2 separate regions of the Hordeum vulgare genome follow, and region 1 is linked to region 2. Evidence: chromatin contacts called from public Hi-C data. All regions are on one chromosome and are shown on one strand. Each heading gives the region's core, a stretch centred on a gene start, on an enhancer-like site or on the middle of the called end of the contact. The rest is flanking DNA. Distances are from core to core; before and after follow the strand shown.

Region 1 (4,002 bases), core at 74-2,573, 140 kb before region 2:
CTGCTCGAGGGTGGACAACTTCATTGTACAGGCGAGCAGCTATGTCGGTGCTGGTTGCGGACGATTGATGATACCTCTATGGCGGCCAGAGACGTACAACAGTAGAGGCGGAGGTGGAGGGTGCGGATGCAAAGTAAGAGGGGAAGGGTTGGAGTGGAAGAAAATGGGACTGAGAGGTGAGATTGGGTGGACCGGGAATGTCAGAGTCTTACGTGGCTGCTCCCCGGACTCCCGCAAAGCCCCCCCCCCCTCCCCACTTTCTCTCCAATTTGTTGGAGAAAACACATCCAGACCTCTCGACACACCATATAAAACCGCTTTGGATGACTCCACGGTCCAGACGGATGCGGACAGTTTGCGGGTCGTCTAAGATTTATTCTAAACGGAGGTAATTTGTTTTGCCTCATCTCGTTAAATGACAAGAGGAGAACAAAGTATGTTTATTACATAACCGTAAAGGTCAAACAAAAACACAAAGGGATCATTCTTGCGGTAATATGTTATCCAGCGATTTTGCCCATGCAAGCACCCAAAGTTTTGCCTCCACCTTGATTGCCGCAATAACGTGCAAGGGTAAGGACGCCTTGTTGCGAAATACTCTCACATTCCTTTATTTTCAAAATGCCCAACAAGCTAACATCTTCAAAAAATGAGTTACTTCCGGGTTTTACCCTCTATTTTAACATTTTTGACACTAATTACCTCGTTTAACAAGATTTCGTCCATTTTACCCCTTTTAGCGAAAGTGTTCTCACAATTTATCCTGTTTAAAATTTATGAGCATTATGATCGGTGGGTCACAACTGTCAGGTGTAACTGATATGCCAGTTCGGTAGTTTTTCATGACCATTTTTCTCATTGTTGTGCACCCTGTCCCGACCGGCTCGGCCCGATGAAGGTCCCTCGCATCACACAAAGTGCCCGAGTTGGTCGCGCACCACACTATGCCAGCGATGACCCCAACATTTTTTTTCGACCCACCTTAGTGTTTCTCGCTTTTATGGTTTTCTCTGCAAAATGAACAGTCATGAAGCGTTCTAATTATCAATATACGAACACAAGTATCACTAGGCTTGTTGTTATCAAATACTCCTCAATTTCTCAAATTCCAATTTATCCAAAATATAGCGACATACCAACAACCTCTTAATCTATATCATTTTTTACTGTAGCATTTCAATCACACATTAAACATGTCATGAACATTATCAGGTATGTTCTGCAAATTAAATTCACATTTCAGATCAGAATACTCCATGGTAGAGTAGTTTAGCAACAGATCGATACACACACATGCATGCATACATGCAGAGATGCCCAGACCACACCTGCACGCAGCACGTGTCCACGCCCCCGCGATGATAACGAACTCGGGAGATATTCATGGATCTGGAAACGGTCGTGAAATCGTGAAACTCAGTGCAGTTGCCTATTCTACCTCTCCTTCAATGGAGGCTGCTGCGGGTATGAACGCGAGCAGTGATGGCGGGAGACGCCCGCTGCGGGTGTTCTTCCTGCCCTTCTTCGCGCGGGGGCACCTCCTCCCGCTGACCGACCTGGCGTGCCGCATGGCCGCGGCGCGGCCGGCGAAGGTAGAGGCCACGATGGTGGTAACGCCTGCCAACGGGACGCTGATCGCCACCACGGTCACGCGCGCCATGGACGAGGGGCACTCGGTGCGCCTGCTCCGCTACCCGTTCCCGGACGTCGGCCTGGAGAGCGGGGTGGAGTGCCTCGGCGCCGCTGCCCAGCACGACGCCTGGCGGGTGTACCGCGCCGTGGACCTCTCGCAGCCGATCCACAAGAAGCTGCTCCTGGAGCACCGCCCCGACGCCGTTGTCGCCGACGTGCCCTTCTGGTGGGTCACGGACATCGCCGCCGAGATCGGCGTCCCACGCCTCACGTTCCATCCCGTCGGCATCTTCGCGCAACTCGCCCTGAACAACCTCTACGCCATCCGCTCGGACATAATCCGGGACGGCGTTGCCGCCCCGTCGGTGGTCGTGCCGGGGATGCCAGGGAAGGAGATCGCCATCCCGCCGTCGGAGCTCCCGGAGTTCCTCCTCCAGGACGCCGTTCTTTCTATGGAGTGGGACAACATCAAGGCGGCCCAGCTCGCCGGCTTCGGAGTGATCGTGAACACCTTCGCCGACCTCGAGAAACCGTACTGCGACGAGTACAGACGCGTCGACGCGCGTCGCGCTTACTTCGTCGGCCCCGTCAGCCTGCCGATAGACTCCGCCGTGCACCGGGGCGGCGACGGCAACGTCGACTGTCTAGAGTGGCTATCGACCAAGCCGAGCCGATCGGTGGTGTACGCCTGCTTCGGGAGCTGGGCTTGCTTCTCAGCGCGGCAGATCCGCGAGCTCGCGCTGGGGCTGGAGGCCTCGAACAAGCCATTCCTGTGGGTGGTCCGCTCTGAGGACTCGGATGGGTTGTGGGTGCCGGAGGGATGGGAGCAGCGCGTCGCCGACCGCGGCATGCTCGTCCGAGGGTGGGCTCCGCAACTGGCGGTGCTGGCTCACCCGTCGGTGGGCGCGTTCCTGACACACTGTGGGTGGAACTCGGTGCTGGAGGCCGCGTCGGCAGGCTTGCCGGTGCTGACGTGGCCGCTAGTGTTCGAGCAGTTCATCAACGAGCGGCTGGTCACCGAGGTGGCAGCGTTCGGCTCACGTTTGTGGGACGGCGGCAAGCGCAACGTGAGGGTGGATGACGCGGACACCGTGCCAGCGGAGGCGATCGGTCAGGCGGTGGCCGGGTTCATGGACGGCGGAGAGCGGTGGGACAAGATGAGGTCCAGAGCAAAGGAGCTGGCTGGCAAGGCGCGTGCGGCGGTTAGTGAGAACGGGTCGTCGTGGCGTGATTTACACCGCTTGATCGACGATCTCACGGAGGCTAGGGCCTCGAGGGTTCCCAGCTACGAGGACTCGTAGCATAGCATCGGCTGCCCTGCAAAGAAAACTACCAGTTCACGCTCAGTGTAACTTTGTTTCATGAAGATAGTTTATTTTTATTTTTTGCATGAATGAACGAAATTTCCTAAGAATTCCAGTGAATTGGGTGTCCTTCCAACTTTACGACCTTTCTCGAAGCCAAGAGAAGAATATTTGAAGCTCACTCATGCAAGTTAGGATGAGGCCATTGTTTTTTTTTTTTTTTTTGAACACGAACACTTTGTTCGTTAGAAATTGTTAGGAATAAAATATCTTTAGATTTAGGCTAATTAGGCAATTAGCATATTCCTTGAAATATTCTATTTAGCAGTTAGGATATTGGCTTTGTCCATACGCTGGTCTCTCAATCATCATCGTGCCTTTTTCAAACGACGCGACTATTGTAACCGGCATGTACTCACGACTGTTCAGGACATATAAATACCTGCAGTCACTATCAATGAAATCACTCTTTTCTCTTCACGTTATCATGCACGCATCGCTCTAAAGAAGAGTAGGCTACAGGAGAGAAGAAAGGTGAGAAGAGATGGATTCTCTGTCGGACCTTGCTTTTGCTTTTGCCAGGTTTGTGGCCAGGGAGCACCGTGGTTTTCGCTTTCCTCGTCGGACCTTCGGTCTGGCCGTCGCTCGTCGCCGGAACTTCGGTCGCCGCTATCAGCATCGCCCGAACAGGAACGGTGGCCTCCGTCACCGTGGGGCACCATACCGTGTTCCTCGCCGTCGATATGGACCGGGTGGTGGCCTCCGCCGCCGCCATACCCATCGCCAGCACTTCCACCATGTGCATCGCCGAGTGGTAGTCGAGCCAAGGGAAGAGGCCCCGGTGATACCCCAGGAAGTTGTTGCTGCTCCAATGGTGGTTGCTGCAGTGCCGGAAGTTGCTGCAGACGTTGGCATCGATGAGGCCTCTGCCTCCAACATCACCACTCAACTGCCGCCTCCTCCGCCGGTGTACGCACCTATGGAAACCAAGCGCCGGATGGCTCGTTGATGACCCAGATCGCTTCTTCACCGACGAGGAACTCGTGGCACCGCCTCCGCTTTCACT
Region 2 (3,804 bases), core at 54-2,553:
GCTACAAGAGCTTTGTGTTGAACAATAACATGCAAGGGATGAACAAGTCACCCGACGTGTTATTCATGATGCTGAAAGTCGCACAGTCAGAACTCCGTAAAGAGCATCAAGTGTTGATGGTGAATAAGACCACTAGTTTCAAGAGAAACGGCAAAGGCAAGAAGGGTAACTCCAAGAAGAGCGACAAACCTGTTGCCAATCCGACAAAGAAACCCAAGGCTGGACCTAAGCCTGAAACAGAGTGTTATTATTGCAAGGCACTGGGTCACTGAAAGCGCAACTGCCCCAAATATTTGGTTGATAAGAAGGCGGTCAAGGAAAAATCAGGTATATTCGACATACATGTTATTGATGTGTACTTAACCAGCTCTCGTAGTAGTGCGTGGGTATTCGATACCGGTTTTGTTGCTCGTATTTGCAACTCGAAACAGGAACTGCGGAATAAGCGAAGGGTGGCGAAGGATGAAGTGACGATGTGCAAGGAAAATGGTTCCAAGGTTGATGCAATCGTCGTCGGCACAGTTTCCCTTCAGTTACCATCAGGATTAGTTATGAACTTAAATAATTGTTATTTAGTGCCTGCGTTAAGCATGAACATTATATTGTTCTCTAAAACTCACTAATAATTTTCTTCTTCTTTGAAGGTTTTTCTCATATGAGTTATCAAGAGAGAATAATCACTATGTGTTGCATCATTTTCTCCTTATCATTTCCCACTGGGTTTAAAGAAGTTTTTAACAACATATCTATACATTTCTTCTCATATTATTTCCCACGGGGTTTTAGGGAAGAATCTCAAGAGATGAATGATGAATATGTAAGAAGCTTTCAATAATGGATTATTCAAGATGACGTTGTATAAGGGGGAGTGTTACGAACCGACAAATATGGACAGTCATTAACAAACCATCATTAGTTTGTCATTAGTCAGTTATTAGTGTCCAAGCGTCGTACGGACAAATTCGACCGTACAGACGCCTCTTTGATGCGTCCCGAATCCTTGTATACATATGTGATTCTGAGATGAATGAAAGAAAGAGATCATTGTTCAGTCATTTACATTCTTATACAATCAGCACCTTCCCATCTCCTCTCCGTCCGCCACTTGGCAACACTGTGGCTAACCCTAATGCGTGTCCATTATTATGTTTACGTAAAATTACAGAGGCGCCTTTGACGGGCAGCTCAAGGACGCCACGCACTCGACAGCTCAGCTACTCGTAGTTACACGGCCACGTCGCACAAACTCCACGTCGGCATGTCGCACTATTACGCAAATAGCAGAGTCCTTTATTGCAAAAACACGCGACATCTTCCCCTTCCCCGTCTCCAATCTCGCCCTCGTGACTTCCGTCTCGCGTGCCCTCCCCTCCCCTCCCCGACCCCGCCGTGCGCGACCGGAGCTCACCGCCCGCCCCACCTGAACCCCAGCCCTAGACCAGCGGCGCTGGTGCTTCTGGTACGAGCGTTCGATCGGCTACCCACCGGCGGGCCATGGCGAGGTGGCGGCCGGCGATGCTGCTGGTAGCGGCGCTGGCGCTGGCGGCGGCCGCAGGGTGGCGGGCGGAGGCGCTGTCGGTTACCGTGACGGACACCGAGTGCATCCACGAGTTCGTGCCCTACGAGGGCGACTCCGTCACGGGGAATTTCGTCGTCGTCGACCACGACATCTTCTGGAGCTCCGACCACCCCGGCATCGACCTCACGGTACGGTACCCCGGCCGATCCCCCCACCTCCTATCGCCTACCTTCTACTCGCGCTTGTAATCTAGCTACGACGGTCTGGATTTAGCTGGGTTTATGGGTTATTTTAGTTGGGATCTGGGGGGTTGATTTGGGGATCAAGTGGAATTTGGGCCTCCTCGTGGGATCTGCGGCTTGTGGTGCGAAATACCTTTGGCGATTTGGTGATTTCAAGCGATGTCGATCAAATTCTGTTGTGCTCTGGCTCAAAGTCCGGATCTTTGGTGGATTGCCGTGCTCTTTTGTCATACATTTGCCACAGCAAGCTACCGATCCTTCAGGCTGGATGTATTGCGTGTGGATACATTTACCCCACAAGATGCTAATTTACGTCTGGGTAGTCTATTTTATGATTTGGTTATTTGTCCACTGGATAAAACATTGTATTAATCCTTTCACACTTGTATTTCTGCATTCATAATCCTTGGTGTATAGGAGTCAATGAACGTACGGTACCTTCCCAACAGCGATAGGTTTTCCTTTACTTGAATCACTGTTAAAGGATCAGTTCTCTGCGGAAGTTGTTTGGTCTTCGGTGCTGTTCGGCGTCAGTCGAGACGCTGTGCTTTGTTTCAGCTTAGGATAGGCTCTTTTGGGTTGTAGCTCGCTGGGCGGTGTTGTTTATCTTTGGGTTTGTCGGTTGTGGTGTCCGTGCTATACTCGTTGTTCGCATCGAGTGATAGATTTCTTGTACTGTAATTCTGCCTTCTATAAAGCTATGGTACGCCTAGGCGTACTTTCTATAAAAATATATTTAGAGTTATTATATACATGCTTGATAATTGATGTGTTTGTTTATCTACGTGTAAAATGATTGTCTTCTCTGGTTCCTTTGTATTTGGATGCTTTGTTATCTGGTGTATAAGGGACAATAAGACTGACATCTGGATTTAGTTGACAATTTGATTCAGTCGACCTGTTTTGTTAGAGTTTGCTTTCAACAAATGTGGACTTAAGTTGAGAATTCAGGCCCAACTGGTCATCAAAATACTGAAATATTTTCCTACGGTGATTCAGTTTACCAAAGCAACACAACAGTTGAACTCGGAAAAGAATCACATCAGTGGAGAAGGCTCTAAAGGAGTTGCTTCCTGTCACGCTGGGATGTTGCATAAACAGCTAACGTGGGAGAACCTGTTCCCAAAGTTTAAATGGTTAAATGCCCTGTTCTGTAGTAGAGGGCACAAATCACTTCTTACCCATTTTTGTCTAAAATCTAAGATATACTTGGTTGAGGGTTATGCTAAATGAATTGGTCTTGCACTATTGCTAGTTAGGGTAGCTGGGTAGCCATTTTGTAGATGAGTCATGAGGTAAATTAAACACCAAATTGTTTTTGCTTCACTTCAATACTAGCATCAGTAAACAATTGACTTCACTCCAGCTATATTAGATGGTTTAGTTCACGTGCTGAGAAAAATGGTGGTTTATTTTATGCCAGTGCATATATTATTTGTTTCACCTTATGACCAACAATGCTGTTTGCTACTGGTAAATATTGGAGTCCATCCTACTTTGTGTATTACTAATGTGATTTTCTTACTTCGGCTGGGATGTGTCATTTTGGTTTTCCATGTGAAGAATTATTTATTTCTTAATAAAGTTGACCTATTTCATAGACTTATCCACTCCTCTTTTGTTCATTTAATTTGTTAATATCCTTACTATAGCAAAGCTAATTTTGCATTGGTTGCACCTGTTATGTTCACTTGTGAAATATTGAATTGTAAGCTTGCATTTTATGTGAGCATTTAAGTATGTTACTATGTTCACTTAACAATCCATCAAGAACCTTCTCAAAAAAACAATCCGTCAAGAACTACTTCTGATAGTCTATAATGCATTTTCATCAAGAACCTTCTCAAAAAAACAATCCGTCAAGAACTACTTCTGATAGTCTATAATGCATTTTCCATCAATGTAGGTAACTTCACCAGGTGGCAACACTGTATATACAATGAAGGGAAAGTCTGGTGACAAATTTGAGTTCAAAGCTCCAAGGGGCGGAATGTATAAGTTTTGCTTCCATAATCCATATGGGGCACCTGAAACCGTTTCTTT

What was found. Hi-C and Micro-C count contacts between places; a contact is called where the count stands out from the background.
Region 1: a contact with region 2 is called in a Hi-C map of seedling, with 3 times the contacts expected there. The contact joins the promoter of LOC123398511 here to the promoter of LOC123452188 in region 2. A contact is called at or near these places in 1 of 6 Hi-C or Micro-C datasets (seedling) and 1 of 1 datasets of contacts at active chromatin or transcription factors (embryo).

Annotation. Positions count from the first base shown.
Region 1 is chr5H:525,576,028-525,580,029 of MorexV3_pseudomolecules_assembly, reverse strand. It overlaps LOC123398511 (UDP-glucose flavonoid 3-O-glucosyltransferase 7-like), which reads left to right and starts at 1,323. Exons shown (of 1, transcript XM_045092973.1): 1 at 1,323-3,088. The coding sequence starts at 1,359. The coding sequence ends at 2,933.
Region 2 is chr5H:525,436,851-525,440,654 of MorexV3_pseudomolecules_assembly, reverse strand. It overlaps LOC123452188 (transmembrane emp24 domain-containing protein p24beta3-like), which reads left to right and starts at 1,303. Exons shown (of 4, transcript XM_045128793.1): 1 at 1,303-1,707; 2 at 3,668-3,804. The coding sequence starts at 1,495.